Regions from separate parts of the Mus musculus genome. Here regions 1, 2, 3 and 4 are each linked to region 5. A link is a contact called in public HiCAR-type and promoter capture Hi-C data. All regions are on one chromosome and are shown on one strand. The core of a region is the stretch at or near the end of the contact, and the rest is flanking DNA. Distances in the headings are between cores, read along the strand shown. Region 1 overlaps Usf3 (upstream transcription factor family member 3). Region 2 holds the start of Gcsam (germinal center associated, signaling and motility). Region 3 holds the start of Tmprss7 (transmembrane serine protease 7). Region 4 holds the start of Cd200 (CD200 antigen). Region 5 holds the start of Nepro (nucleolus and neural progenitor protein).

Region 1 (2,700 bases), core at 102-2,601, 530 kb after region 5:
TGTCATTTCTGGCATGGTGAGAGTGATAGGACTCTACAAAGGGATAAAAAGACAGATATACTCCAAGATGTTTAGCTCTTCTAAAGTTCAGAGAAATCAAATGGCAATTCTATTTCAATACCAAAAAACAAAACAAACAAAAAACCCACAGAAACATACTTTACTGGATGTTGTAGATGAAAGGAGATCTAAGGAAATAGAACGCAAGTTGGAGATCCCAACACTAGGAGGGCAGAGCCAGGAGGATCATGAGTTGGGGCCAGCCTGGGAGGCCTGGCAGGTGCCAGACTAGCATGAGCTTCAGAGTAAGCTGCCGCTGGTAAAGCACTTGGCCAGCATGAAGGAAGAGAACACACTGCCCGATCCTCTCCAGAAACGGCAAAGGCCAAACACTAGTCTAAGTAGCAGATGCAAAGCACAGTTAGGCTTCCTTCAATTTCCAAGTGTCACAAGTCTCAGTTATCCATGGAGACTCCCTAAAGTGTGAGTGTGAAAAATATATGAAGACCATGAATTTTCCTCTTTCTTCCTTCCTTCTTTTTCCTCTTGGCCCTCTCTCTTTTCAGACAGTCTCATTATGTAGTCCAGGATGGCCTCAAACTTGTAATCCCCCTGCCTCAGCTTCCTGAATGTTGGGATTATGGCATACACCACTACCTGGTTAGAAACTGATGTCCTATAGGGCAATCTACAGGTAAATGGGAAAAGCCTGGAGACAGGAGAGTTAACACACGCGCACAGTTGTACAAGGTCAGCAGTCCTACTGGGGATTCCCTTCTCCTCGCTGACTTTCCATAGTTTGAAAGGGAAAATGTTCCCGAGACACACTGAACCTTCCAAAAGAGGCCACCAAGGTAGCGTACCTGTTGGGCTACAAGGGAAAGATAGAAATGCAACACTCCCCATGACCCCTCTTCTGGGAAGGGGGAGGAAGGGAGGTAGTAAGTATAGAAGTAAACTCAGAAACCATGGGTTTAAAACCTGGCTGTACCCCTTCCTAGCTGTTCACTTGTGGGCAGACTCTTGGAACTTTAGTTCTACATAACTGGGCTGCTTTGAGAAGGGAGCGAAAGAATGTCAGGAAGGCACAACGCACACATGCACGCACGCATGCATGCACGCGGTGCCTGGAAGCAACAAGGGCCTAGGAAATGCTCTATTTCACAATAAGCCCCAGCCCTAGAAAGGAGGAGGGCAGAAGGAGGGAAGGCAGACAAGAAGCTGACAGGAAACACTGACTGATACGGCCTTGGAGAACATGGAGTCACAACTCATTTCCAGGCCTAGCAAGATGGCTTAGCAGGTGAAAGTGTCTGCTACCAAGCCTGACAATCCGAGTTCCATGCCGAGACTCACACAGAAAGAGGAACCGACTCCTGCCGAGTTGTTTCTAAATGCCACACACGTCATGCATGGGGTGTGCACACCACAATTAAAAAAAAAAAAAAAGTCTTACAATGTTTTTCAAAAACAACTCACTTCTGCAGCCTGTTCCTGTTCCACCTTTCCTTCTAGCTGGTGAAGCTGCCTAAGGCCGAGAGAAGCCCTGCAGTGGATGAGCACGGAACTGTAATGTGGGGACAAGCCAGCAAGCAAGCACACAAATGACCCATCTCCCTTCTCACCCAGGGGCTTGCAGAGTTTCTTCACTTTAGATTCCTGGCTTCCAACACCTCCTCTTTCTGATTCAAATCTATCATCTTCTGCCAGAAGATGGTCTCTATAGGTTATGTTTTCTTCTTACTACAAAAAAGAAAAACCAATGAGTGTTTATAGCCACCAAGTATCCATGAGATGAAGCTGGCAACTGATAGCATGCAGGCAAGTTTTAGTGGCAAGAAGAATATCCCTGGTCATTCCCCACCACTGGAGAGCAAGTGAATGCAGTTACTCTCAAAACACCCTTCTCCAGTGGGTAAACCATAAGGGGGGGGCGGTCTTACAGGCAAGGGACAGCATGTATACAGGTTCTTTTAATTCTGTACGCTCATGGTCCCTTGGGCCCTCACTACCCATGGATTTCTAAAGACCTCCATGTTATGTCTAATATTAAGACCCACCGTCAATTCGAAAATTATCTTTCCTTCCATTTCCCATTTCCCTTACTTAAATTTTATTTCTTCTTCACATGTGTATATACATTGTGTGGTGCATGGTTACAAGTGTGTGGGCACATGTGAGTATATGTGAGAATGCGCACACACGAGGAGCTCCAAGGGTGATGCCCTCTGCTTTATCCTTTTAGTGGCAATGACTCTCAATGGGACTCAGAGTTTCCTGTCAATATGGCCAGTCTCCATAGGCACCCTGTCTCCACAGTCCGAGCCACCATGCCCACCTGGTATGTGTGGGTTTTGGGGATTCTAACTCTGGTCCTCTTGCTCCCTTAGGAAGGTAGGCTAAAGACCTGTGAACAGAGGAGGGGACATAAGACACACTTCACAGCTCTGTGCCAGACCTACAAGTGAGGAAGAGCAGGGGGTCTAGAATTCTAAGTCTTCCTAGGAGATGCCCCTTTCTCCTTTCTTCTCTTTCTTTCTGCTCAGAAAGTCTGAGAACCTTAGTTCTATTTTAGGATAATGTTTCCCAAGCATAGATAATAAGAATTACCTCATTGTGCTTTCTGTCTGTGGATTTCATGTCTATGAGTCCACAGGTGAGAGAGAACATGTGGGATTTATGTTTCTGATTCTAGGTTAC
Region 2 (2,700 bases), core at 35-2,534, 890 kb before region 5:
ACTTCACCTTCTCATAGTAAATATACTTTGGTGCTACACCACTTAACCCCACAGCAAAGTTCTGAAACACGAAAGTGCAGGTATGTCATCTATCACTGCTTCTTCATCTATACCATATCTTCATTTTGCTTTCTCTCTCCTCAGGAATGCTTCCAGTCATCAGTCTAGCACTGAGTACCTGCTGTGTGCCAGAAACAAAGGCAAGAACCAGGCATTCACAAAGCAGTGAGCAGAAATTAAGAAGCAATTGTGCTTTACAGGATGTCACAGGGAGCTATAAGGGCAGCCATTCATAATCTTACTAAGGCTACTAGAAGCAGGAGGAGGCTTGGGAGAGTCCAGGGCAAATACTGGCTCTCTGGAAAAGACGTGAATACTGCCAAGCCTCCTTTGGGTAAGTAGCATTTGTGTAAGACGTCATTTTTCTATGTTCCCCTTTATATGTTATATAAGACCAAGGCAGCAAGGAAGACCCCCTGCCAGACCTCTATAGATCACCTAACTTTATACCATAGAAATTCTCTTATTTTGTGTGATCATATTTTCTTTTACATGTGTTCTCTTTGATTGAATGAAAAATTTGCTCTGAAAATTGAGAAGAGTCCCCCATCACTGAGACCTTCTCTGTCAGGGACCATGGTGCCACCATCTACACTTGGAACCTCCGGGTAGGATTATAAATTTTTTTTCCATTTAAAATGAGGAGACCAAAGTCCAGGAAGATGAAGGCAAGTCTTCTCCCTAGTGACAAGACCTTTTCCTTAACCCGCCTATAAGTGTACTAACTGCCGTCTCAACATGGCAGGAAATGTGGTGTTTATTTTAAATTTATAAAGACTCCCCGAAAGGGTGGGCACATATAACTCATTCAGGAACATCCAGGGCCCAAGAAAGGATGCCTTTCCCCAGCCCCAGGACAGCTGTTTCATTTCTTAGATGGACAGGAGTCCTCCTTTAATAAGTTCTTTCTCTCATTTCACCTGTTCTTATGTTCTCATTGTCTCTGTGTGTGAAAACCTGTAAGGATAGTCACATGGTGTATGGCTCAGGAGGGACTGAATTCTTGTCACACCCCTTCCCTAGTCCATTCACCCTAAAAGCTGTCCTCTTTTTTTCTTTCACCTCTGGCTCAGGTCTCTGCTCGCAGGAGGGAGTGAGCTCACCTGGTTGTCCTCTGCAAACAGTTCCCCATGAGGCAGGCCCCTCAGCACCTTCCCTCTGGTAGTCTCCACTTCCTTCTCAGCCGGCTTGCACCTTGGTCTGGCACTGTGCTCTGTAACTGGCAGTTTCCGACTGACAGTAGCTTCAGAGCTGCTCTGGTCACCCGTGTAGAGTCAGAAAGAGGAGGTGCCTGCTGGATGGTGGAGGAAGAGGCTGAGGGGGAGATGAGAGGCACATTTGTGTGTCTTGAAAGACCAGGGCCTTGATGCACCAGACTATTAACCAAAGGAAAAAAAGGTTGGTTAGGGAGAGGGTTAGCCACTAGGGAGTCCCAGGCTTTTCCTAACGGAGGAACCATGGGAGATTTTCCATGGCAGACACCTGTATTTAGTAAGAAAGTCAAATGGGAGAGGATCATTGTTTAGAAGCAAACAAAACAAAAAAGTCTGAAATATCAAATACCCCCCCTCAAAAAAAAAAAAAAACTCCAAAAGGGAAAACAGAATCAAGCCACAGTCTAGCTGGGCATATATAAACTTTCAAAATGTACTCACGAGCACATATACTGGAGTAACTGTACAAACAAGGCAAGTTGAGAGGGACCATTGCTGAGTGAAGTGGCCACAGAGCCATAGAGAGGGGAATCATAGGGTAAAATGGTTTGATGTGGGAAATGGGAAAAATAGGAGCACTCTAATTACTGTGTGTGTGTGTGTGTGTGTGTGTGTGTGTGTGTGTGTGTGTGTGAAGGATGATAAATCCAGAAGGAAGAAGGTAAAATAACAGTAAGGATGGCTGAAAAAGTCATAAGGAGTCATACTACTAGCTCTCTACCTAAAAATACCTGTAGTTATGGAAGTCCGTGCATAAATATATTGGTTTAAATAAAAATTCCCCATCTTGTCTGACAATGCCTCCTCCAAAAGTCAAAATTCATCTAACCGAAACGGCAGCACCACCCTTTATAAATCATCTTTTGAGCTGTTGGTTAGGGCTATCAAAGACTCCCTAAACACAGAGCCTTATTGCTATTGCTCTTGGCTGCCCTCTAAAGGCAGAATTTGAGTCCATATTGCTGCAGATACCTTGCATTTCAGAGGCCCAGACTCCCAGGACCCAGAAATAACCTGAATATCTCCTGGACTGCTTGCCAGGAGCACCCCACTCCCTGCACAGACAGGTGGCAATGATATTAGGAAAGGATCTTGTTCTTTGTCTCCACCGTAGTGGCTGTGTGTCTGTGCCTTCTTTACTATGGTACTAAGGATGTGTAAACTGTATATAAGTTATACTGCTTAAATGAATCCTGGGACTGCAATCATCGTTTGAATGATGGTTGTTTCTTGTTTGGTTACTCATTTGTTCATCCCGTCAACAAGTGTGTGTTGAGAACCTACTGTGTGCCGAGGACCTTGGGCTCAACAGTGAGCAGAACAGAGGAGATATATTTCTTTATTTGACTTTCAGCAATACAGAAGTCATATCTAAGGCAAACAGCAGGATGGGGACTGTCTTAGTTATTGTTCTGTTGCTGTGAAA
Region 3 (2,700 bases), core at 201-2,700, 970 kb before region 5:
TGTCTGGTGTATTTCACTCCAGAAATGATCCTTTCCTGACCAGCATCATATATATATAATCTTTTTTTTTACAGTCCAGTCATTATACTATTCAAGATTCACCAGATCTGAAAGTTTCTCATCCCATTCTTCCTCCCCACTCCCACCCTGCCCTACTCCAGACCTCCCCACTCCCTGGAGCCTCAAGTCTCTCCAACAGTTTGGTGCTTCTTTTCTCACTGAGGACAGACCAGGCAGTCCTCTGCTATATACGTGTTGGGAGCTTTTGACCAGCTAGGGTATGCTGCTTGGTTGGTGGCTCAGTGTCTGAGGGATCTTAGGGGTCCAGATTGGTTGAGAATGCTGGTCTTCCTATGGGGCTGCCCTCCTCCACAATCCCTTCCAGCCTTTCCCTAATTCAACCACAGGGGCCCCAGACTTCCGTCCACTGGTTGGGTGTGAGTATTTGCATCTGTCTCTGACAGCTGCTTGTTGGGCCTCTCAGAGGGCAGCCATGCTAGGCTCCTGCCTGTAAGGACATCATAGCGTCTTAGCAAGAAACATTTAGAACTTTGCATTGAACGAACTTAATGTCATCAGTAAATCTGCCCACATCTAGAGTCTACCCTTAACAGTCAGATGCTTGTCTTGGCATATATCTCTTCACTCAAACTGGACTGTATTTTGTTTTTTTGTTTGTTTTTGAGATTGTATTTTAGTGACTTTTCTCTCTTCTCTTTCCTCCCCTCAAGCCTCCCATACACCCCATCCTTGAGTTCCTTCAAATTAATGTTCTTTCTCTTTATTAATCAATTGTCATTACAGACATATATGTATGTGTACATTGCTAAATATAACCCATCGAGTCCACATAAAGTTCCTGTCCTTCAGTTTCTGTCTCCAAAGTTCTAGGATTAAGAACCATGCCCGGTTTAATGGCTTGCTTTTTCTATAGTATAACCAGTGAAGACTTCTTGGCATAAGAAGAATAATCCTGCTGGTAGTCTGAGCAAACGAGCCAGGTGTTGTAGACTCAGAAAGGCTTGAAGAAGGCAGATGTGAAGAGCAAATGCAAGTGGACCATTCTGACGTTATATTTAAGATGAGGACACAGAGAGGTCAGTAGGAAGCTGTGTGCTTGGTTAACTCAATCTTAATAAGACTTGTCAATATGTTGGGACTGATGGATTGCCTTTCCGATAGGAACTGAGTCCTTGGCTCATCATAGAGCTACATACAGAAACCCATCCTTGTCAGTGACCTGCTGCATGCTAGGTCCCTTTAACTTTACAGTGAAGCAGGAAGACAGCTTCAGTTTCTGAACTGGACCCGGGTGGTAAGCTGATTCCGTTCCCCTGTAAGCTAGCTGAACAAACGGCAACTGCCTCTCCATTCTTTTCAAGCTAGCATGGGAGGAAGCGAGTGAACACGGGCCTGCAGACTTCCCTACGTGGTCACACACACGAGACAGAAAATGGATAAAGAAAAAAGTGATCCTTCCTGCAAGTCCTCAGACCTCAAAGTAAGTGCAGCCGTGGGAAGCCCTCACTCTCCGCTTGAACACTGTGTGCTGCTGGTGAAATGAATCTACGTGGCTGTAAAAACAAAGAAGACAAAAATAAATGCTTAAATTTTACAGTATTTAATAGGTTTTGTGAATGTGAGTTTGTTTTAAAGGACTGTAGATGGTAATTGGTTAATACTGTTTTTAGAAAAGTCCAGGGAAATTGTACTGATTGCTACATAAATTCCACTTTAAAATTTAATCACTAGTGCTAACCGAGACTGCCTATAATATGTTCTGGTACCTAAAGATCCAGCTTAGGCCCTGGCATTCTATATGTGTTGGCATTTCCATACACTTCTTTTACTCCTTCAGGAGTTATGCTTAAAAGTAGCTTTGACGCCACACTTAACTCTTCCTACAGTGGCTCATTTTCTTTCCAAAAGAACAAACTCACCCCTTCAAAAACCCACATCAAATGAAGTCTGTCCAGTTCACTTTCACCATGAGAGATAGAGACAGCTTTTCATTCCAAGGGTTGACAAGGATGCTTGGCAAAGAGAACGAGGGCATCATGAATAATGCAAAGTGTACTTGGCCCCATATTATCCCATTAGTTGGCAGGATTAAAGACTGGAAAATGTGGCAGTTGGACGGGAAGAAGGAGGAAGAGGGTGAGAGGATGAGGCAAGGGTAACAGAGATGGCCAGACAATTTACTTCTTCACCATTGTTGTTGGGTTTTTTTATTTGTTAATTTGGTTTGGTTTGGTTTGGTTTGGTTTGGTTTCTTTTGTTTAGTTTTGTTTGTTTTGTTTTGTTTTGTCTTTGTTTTTTTTTTCCTGTAATGCTGCTGTTAAAAGGATGTGTGTTTAAAAGTTATTTCATCACTGGAGTTTAGTTACCCTGACATGTATAAATCTCTTTGTCTAAGAAGCTAAACTCTCACATGCATTATTAAAGAATTCACAGAATCAAATGACAGAAGGTAGAGGAGAAAATAAGAGAGGAGGAGAGGAAACAGCTAAATAATGCATTTCCCCCTTTTCAAGCAATCCAATGCCCATAAACCAGCAATTTTACCAGCTAGTGAGTCATCTACTTCATTTCTCGCTTTTGTTTAGAAAGATTCTTTTATTTATGATTGAGAAACTGAGTCACCAACCAGTTTAGCGGCTGTCAATGACAAAAAGACAGTGTCGGCATCCAACCCTCCAG
Region 4 (2,700 bases), core at 60-2,559, 680 kb before region 5:
GACTCTGGGCTTTCCATTATCTGGTTCTTGACCATCCAGGCAATATAGGTACAAGCTCTCTCTTATAGGGTGGGCCTCAAGTTAAACTAAACATTGGTTGGTCACTCCCTCACATTTTCTACTAAAATCTCATAGGCAGGACATATTGTGGGTAGAGGATTTAGAGGCAGGTTTAGTGTCCAGGTTTGTCTTTTCATGGTCTGTAGAATACCTTCTCACACCAGAGAGACTAGAGTCTAGAGTCCAAACCTCAGCTCTAGCCTCTCTATGTTCAGTGAGCTGAATGAAAGTTGACCTCAGCAATGGGTCCCACTGTCAGGTTTTAGAGGGTGACCTTCAGTTGTAGGTCCCAAGTCTCTCTCTCCTCTCTCTCTCTTTCTCGATCTCTCTCTCTCTCTCTCTCTCTCTCTCTCTCTCTCTCTCTCTCTCTCTCTCTCTCTCTCTCTGCTTTATACTTGTGATTGAAGATGTGATCTCTCTGGCAGCCTGGTACCATGCCTCCTGGTCACTTAGAGACTCTCCTCCTGTAGCTATAAGCCCAACAAATCTTTTTCCACAGGTTTCTACTCTAGTACAGAAACAGAAATGTCACCAATATAGTCAATCGTTTCTGTAAAGCTTTCATCAAGGAAAAACCTCAGTTCCAGGGCTTCCTGTGACTCATTTGATCTGTCCCTTGGTTCTCATCTGTTTTAAGGAATACTGCAGGACAATCTGATTAGCAGAAAGAAAGTGCTTTTGGGTTTTCAGGAAGTGTGTTCACAGGTAACTCTGAGCCCTTAGGACCTCTAAAGCTCTAGATGAGGTACCTGGTAACCACACACACACACACACACACACACACACACACACACACACTCGCACTGGCCTTTAATATAACAAATCGTAAAATAAAGTTTTCCTTTTTTTTTTCCCCCAGGGTGTCTGTATGAAGCTCCTTACCTTCCCCCTACACACACACACACACACACACACACACACACACACACTATTGTTCTGTTCTCCGTGTTTATCTTTTGCTGTACAGAACCACAGGATGCACCAGGTTTCTGACTCAAATTACTGTCCACTCAAGTTAGTTCCCACTCTGATTTTTCTGTATGGACTACGTCACCCTATACTGCCATTTGGCACGGGAGAGAGGCCAGTGATGGGAATGCAGACGAAACATGCATACACATGTAAAATAAGATAAATAAATCTAAAATGAAAAAAATATAGAGTGATTCTTTCACATTTTTGCTATATTACTCTAAAAGGCGAGAACCTGGCGGGGGCGGGGGCAGGGGCTAGGGATGAGGTTGTAGAGGGCGTGGTTGGTTGGTCGTCTCTTCCTCCACACTAGAGGAGCTGTAGAGTCTGCCTGTGCAGTGGAGGGGGCTCTCTCTACGGCGAATAGTAGTGTCCCTGCTCACAGGTGTTGCGGAGATATCCTCCATCGTGGAAGAGCTCAGACCCCGAGAAGCTGGTGTCTAGCTGCGGCCCAGAGCAAGGATGGGCAGTCTGGTGAGTGGAATCTGAGATGCGAAGGAGGGCGGAATGGGCGATCTGGAGCCGCGGCTCTCAGAAGCCAGTGGAGCCTGCGAGAAAAGCAAGGAAGCTGTTCTTTGGAGAAGTGGTATCCGGGGCTCGGAGCTCTGTAAGGAGGCACCGGCCGGAGAAAGCCCGGGGAACGCGTGTATCTAGGGTGGGCGGCTTTGCTCCTTGCTGCGATTCCATTGCGAAAACACGGCCTGAGCTCCATGGCTCCCAGAAGGGGAGGAGTAGCTCTTTGCGTCCCCTATGTTGGTCCTTAACCTGCAGCAGGGGTGTAGCCTAGTAATCTCGCTTGCTCTCTTTCTCACCCCCTCTCTTGCTGCATTTCTGCTCCTTGCCTAGGAAACCATGAAGCATCTAGCAGTACTGCAGCGAGCAAGCCACAGCTTAGTGGTCTTGTTAAATGCCAAGGTATTTAGAGGAGAGGCCGACATTTTGAGTCTTTGGTACTGTTTACAAGGCAGAAAATTTTAAAAGGAAGGGTGGTCATACGCCTTATTCTTTATACACACGGAATTGGTAGAATTGAATGCGAATCTAAACGCAATTAAACCCCAGGTACCACTTTTCATCAGGCTGACAAAGACCGACTTGTGTTACCTTTCTTAACAAAGAGGAATGTGGATCTGTCAGCTAGATGCTCTTAATGTTCAAACAAGGAATTGCTTTCTGTTTTACAAAGAATCGGAGAGAGAGGTTCTTTTTTTTCTCTCCAAGTCTCTGTGGCTGCAATGAAATAAGGTACAAAATCAGACCTAGAAAGAATAGGGGAATGGGGCTATGCACCTAGCAGCTGTGGAGTTGTCAGCTAAGACCCAGGAGCTAATGAACATCCACCTTCTTGATAAGAATTGTAGGAGGATTTTTTTTTTTGAATCTTCATGATTGGACTCTCTAGTTAATTCTTGATTGGTTAATCTTTTAGCATCCGTTAAATTCTGGGCACTGTCTTCAGGGTTTTAACCGTGGAATTGTCACCTCACACCTGTGATATTGCTGCAGCACTGACTTGCTGGGTTTGCAGTAGGCAAGCTCCTAGGATCTTTACCATTCAAAAATGCTATTTAATAAAGATTTTTGTATATTTGCATATGCACAATAAGATCTCTTGGGAGTGGGACTCCAGACTAAACAGGAAATTCATTCATTTTTCATGTAGGTCTC
Region 5 (2,700 bases), core at 118-2,617:
TTTTTGACTGGGGTAAAACCTGTCTTAGAAATAACAAAAAGTAACTGACAGTCATAGGACCAAAAGCAGCTTCAAAAACAAAAAGTTGGATGTAACCGTGAAAACTACAGTATTTCGTAGCTGTGTCTCCCGGTAGCTGAATGTCCCTTCGTGATTAAACATCCTTCAAGCTTAGGTAGGCTGCTCTCGCTCTGGCGCACACCTTTAATCCCAGCACTGGGGAGGCAGAGGCAGGGGGACTTCTAAGTTCAAGGCCAGCCTGGTCTACAGAGTGAGTTCCAGGAAAGCCAGGGCTACACAGAAAACTCAGTCTCAAAAAACAAAAACAACAACAAAAAACTAAGGCAACCCAGGTATTAACTCACAATTCGAAAGACCCCCACCTCATTATAATATTTAGGTTTGAATATTTTATTACGTTTTGGGGGGGTCGGGGTTGTAGCACAGCATTAAATCCAGGGGGAGATGTAGAACATATTACTTGCAGAAGTTGGTTCTCGCTTTTTACCACGTGAATCCTGAGAATCCTCATTTCGGCTTGGCCATACGCATGGGCCCATCTTTTCGTCCCACCCACCCAATAGGCTTTTCTAAAGGATCATGGGAAGAACGTTCCAAACGAGAGCCGGCCCGTGATTTGGGAGCGGGTAAATCAAATCGCCCGATCCCTCTTATATGGTTAACACCTCCACAGCATATATACTAACAAACTAAATTAAAACTCACAACACAGACCCCACCCCCACACACATCTCTTTGCGAGTCCCTGTTTTCTAAACAAACTGCTCTAACTATCTCATTTTTCCCCACTTGAGAAGAACCGAGAGACCAGAGTAACTCCCTCGCCCAGTAAGGGGAAAACGAGCTCTTGTATTTTAGAGACAAGCCGGAGGTCCGAAGCCCCGGCGTACGGTACTTGGGTGACAGCCCCGATCCTTGGGGACAGCACAGGACCCAGGCAGCGTTTGGGGGCTACACATGCAGGGCCGGGACTAGTCGTGCTCTCCTGTTCCAGCACAGTCACGGCGAAGCCCAGGCGCTTGCCAGCAATCCTCATGCCACACTATCCAGGCCGGACCTTCCGCCTGGCGCTCCCCTTCCCGGCGTGCCCCGCGCTCAGGAAGTCCCACCCCGTCCCACGTGAGCCCGCCCGCCGGTTCCCGGAGACACGCTAGGACTTCCTTGCCGGCCACACTCACCCAGGGTGGCGCTGGGGTCCCGCACGGTCAGCGTGCTGCAGTTCCCCGCCTGGGGGATCCTCACGCGGTTCCACGGCTCCGCACCCGGCCGCACCGCAGCGGCCATCTCGAGCGGCGTGGGAGGGCCGGGGAAGGCCGAGCGGAGCGTGAGCGAGTTGAGCGGCCTGGGCAGGAGAGGGAGGGAGGGAGGGGACGAGGGCGGAGCGGGGCGGGCCGGAGGTGTGGGGCCCGCCCCGGGGCGGAGTCACGGCCCGTTAGACCCGCTGGGAAAGGAGAAACGTGTTAGAGTATTCTGAGGCTCCTACATTTTTAGAGCAACTTCGAAGCTATGCATTTTACTGATGGATCCGAGTGAGGCCCAGCCTTTTAACTCTTACTCGGATATTTTGAAAAGAAGAACTCGCATCATATCAGCAAATGTGACATTCGTCACGTAGTCACGATTTATTTGGAGTAGTCAAGGAAAACTATATAGCTTGGATATAGCTCAACTTCAATAATTACAAAAAACCCAGAGGTTGTCTTGACCACCCATTATCACCGTCATTTTCTCCGACAAAATATTCCAGGCTCTGCTGGTTCTGATCACTGATTACTGGTGATTGTTCGTTTTAAGTCCTTGGGGCCTTCTTGCTTCTGTTCATAAGGTTTCTTTCGCAGGGTGGAGAGGAGCAGTTGGTGGGCATTAAGTGAGACTGCCAAGTTGCTTCATTATGTCTGCGGATTACCATATATTATCCCAAAAAGGTAATTTCTTCAGACCTCAGTGTGCTTGGGGGTAAAGACTTCTTAGAACAGTGCCTGCTGTACAAATTTTTACTCTTACTAGACGTATTTAACGCAAGTAATCTTGCCCTACTGAGATGCTCTCTGTCCTGTGTGTTCCTTACAGATAATTGCTCGTTTTTGTTTTTGTTTTTTTGTTTTTTTTTTTTTTCTGTTTTTTTGGGTTTTTCGAGACAGGGTTTCTCTGTATAGCCCTAGCTGTCCTGGAACTCACTCTGTAGACCAGGCTGGCCTTGAACTCAGAAATCCTCCTGCCTCTGCCTCCCAAGTGCTGGGATTAAAGGCGTGTGCCACCACTGCCCAGCTTAATTGCTCTTTCATTTGAACCATTTTGAAACAATCTCACTTCTTCAGTCAGCTCTGGGATCACTATCTTTAATAACACTTCGTAAACTATCCTCACACCATAACGACTTAAATGCCCCTCTAATGCACTACCAAATTACCTGTGTGTTAGTTTCCTATTTGGGCTGTAACATATTACCACAGACTTAACAGAATCAACATAATGTTTCTGGACTTGTGGAAGACAGAAGATATTTTAGTTGGAGATGTGTCGTGTGTGCACGTTGGAGGCTAAGGGTAGTGGTCAGGGTCTTCCTTTACCACTACCCACCTTTGCTTCTGAGTCAGGCTCTCCCGCTGATCCTGGAACTCAGTGTTTGGTGATCAGTCCCCAGAGGCATCCCTTCTCCATCCCAACCCTCTGAAACGC

What was found. Promoter capture Hi-C pulls out the DNA fragments that hold promoters and counts their contacts. HiCAR-type assays count read pairs that join an accessible place to other places.
Region 1: a promoter capture Hi-C map of hematopoietic stem and progenitor cells shows a contact between it and region 5, with 3 times the contacts expected there. The contact joins the enhancer-like site here to the promoter of Nepro in region 5. A contact is called at or near these places in 7 of 39 promoter capture datasets (the 3T3-L1 cell line, 3T3-L1-derived adipocytes, the C10 cell line and 4 more) and 3 of 115 datasets of contacts at active chromatin or transcription factors (acute myeloid leukemia, bone marrow-derived macrophages and embryonic limb bud).
Region 2: a promoter capture Hi-C map of 3T3-L1-derived adipocytes shows a contact between it and region 5, with 4 times the contacts expected there. The contact joins the promoter of Gcsam here to the promoter of Nepro in region 5. A contact is called at or near these places in 10 of 39 promoter capture datasets (the 3T3-L1 cell line, 3T3-L1-derived adipocytes, the HPC-7 cell line and 6 more), 1 of 484 Hi-C or Micro-C datasets (cortical neurons) and 4 of 115 datasets of contacts at active chromatin or transcription factors (astrocytes, bone marrow-derived macrophages, embryonic forebrain and 1 more).
Region 3: a HiCAR-type map of astrocytes shows a contact between it and region 5, with 2.6 times the contacts expected there. The contact joins the promoter of Tmprss7 here to the promoter of Nepro in region 5. A contact is called at or near these places in 1 of 484 Hi-C or Micro-C datasets (cortical neurons) and 3 of 115 datasets of contacts at active chromatin or transcription factors (astrocytes, large pre-B cells and pro-B cells).
Region 4: a promoter capture Hi-C map of pre-B cells shows a contact between it and region 5, with 3 times the contacts expected there. The contact joins the promoter of Cd200 here to the promoter of Nepro in region 5. A contact is called at or near these places in 7 of 39 promoter capture datasets (the 3T3-L1 cell line, 3T3-L1-derived adipocytes, the C10 cell line and 4 more), 3 of 484 Hi-C or Micro-C datasets (CD4 T cells and cortical neurons), 4 of 115 datasets of contacts at active chromatin or transcription factors (astrocytes, bone marrow-derived macrophages, embryonic forebrain and 1 more) and 1 of 9 other capture datasets (adipose tissue).

The regions. Positions count from the first base shown.
Region 1 is chr16:44,197,947-44,200,646 of GRCm38.p6, reverse strand. It overlaps Usf3 (upstream transcription factor family member 3), which reads right to left. Exons shown (of 8, transcript NM_001029889.2): 2 at 1,626-1,743; 3 at 1,480-1,528; 4 at 1-33. The coding sequence starts at 15. Among named protein-coding and RNA genes, the nearest start is that of Usf3, 26 kb to the right of the region's middle. Within about 2 kb of position 1,351, at least 65 of the 459 cell types and tissues checked have an H3K27ac peak or open chromatin away from gene starts, as enhancers often do. A contact at or near this core is called in acute myeloid leukemia, bone marrow-derived macrophages and hematopoietic stem and progenitor cells, where this site is marked.
Region 2 is chr16:45,609,024-45,611,723 of GRCm38.p6, reverse strand. It overlaps Gcsam (germinal center associated, signaling and motility), which reads right to left and starts at 1,284. Exons shown (of 5, transcript NM_008099.4): 1 at 1,164-1,284. The coding sequence starts at 1,192.
Region 3 is chr16:45,692,408-45,695,107 of GRCm38.p6, reverse strand. It overlaps Tmprss7 (transmembrane serine protease 7), which reads left to right and starts at 1,450. Exons shown (of 18, transcript NM_172455.3): 1 at 1,450-1,501. The coding sequence starts at 1,454.
Region 4 is chr16:45,407,662-45,410,361 of GRCm38.p6, reverse strand. It overlaps Cd200 (CD200 antigen), which reads left to right and starts at 1,309. Exons shown (of 6, transcript NM_010818.3): 1 at 1,309-1,506. The coding sequence starts at 1,495.
Region 5 is chr16:44,722,968-44,725,667 of GRCm38.p6, reverse strand. It overlaps Nepro (nucleolus and neural progenitor protein), which reads right to left and starts at 1,367. Exons shown (of 9, transcript NM_145972.4): 1 at 1,200-1,367. The coding sequence starts at 1,305.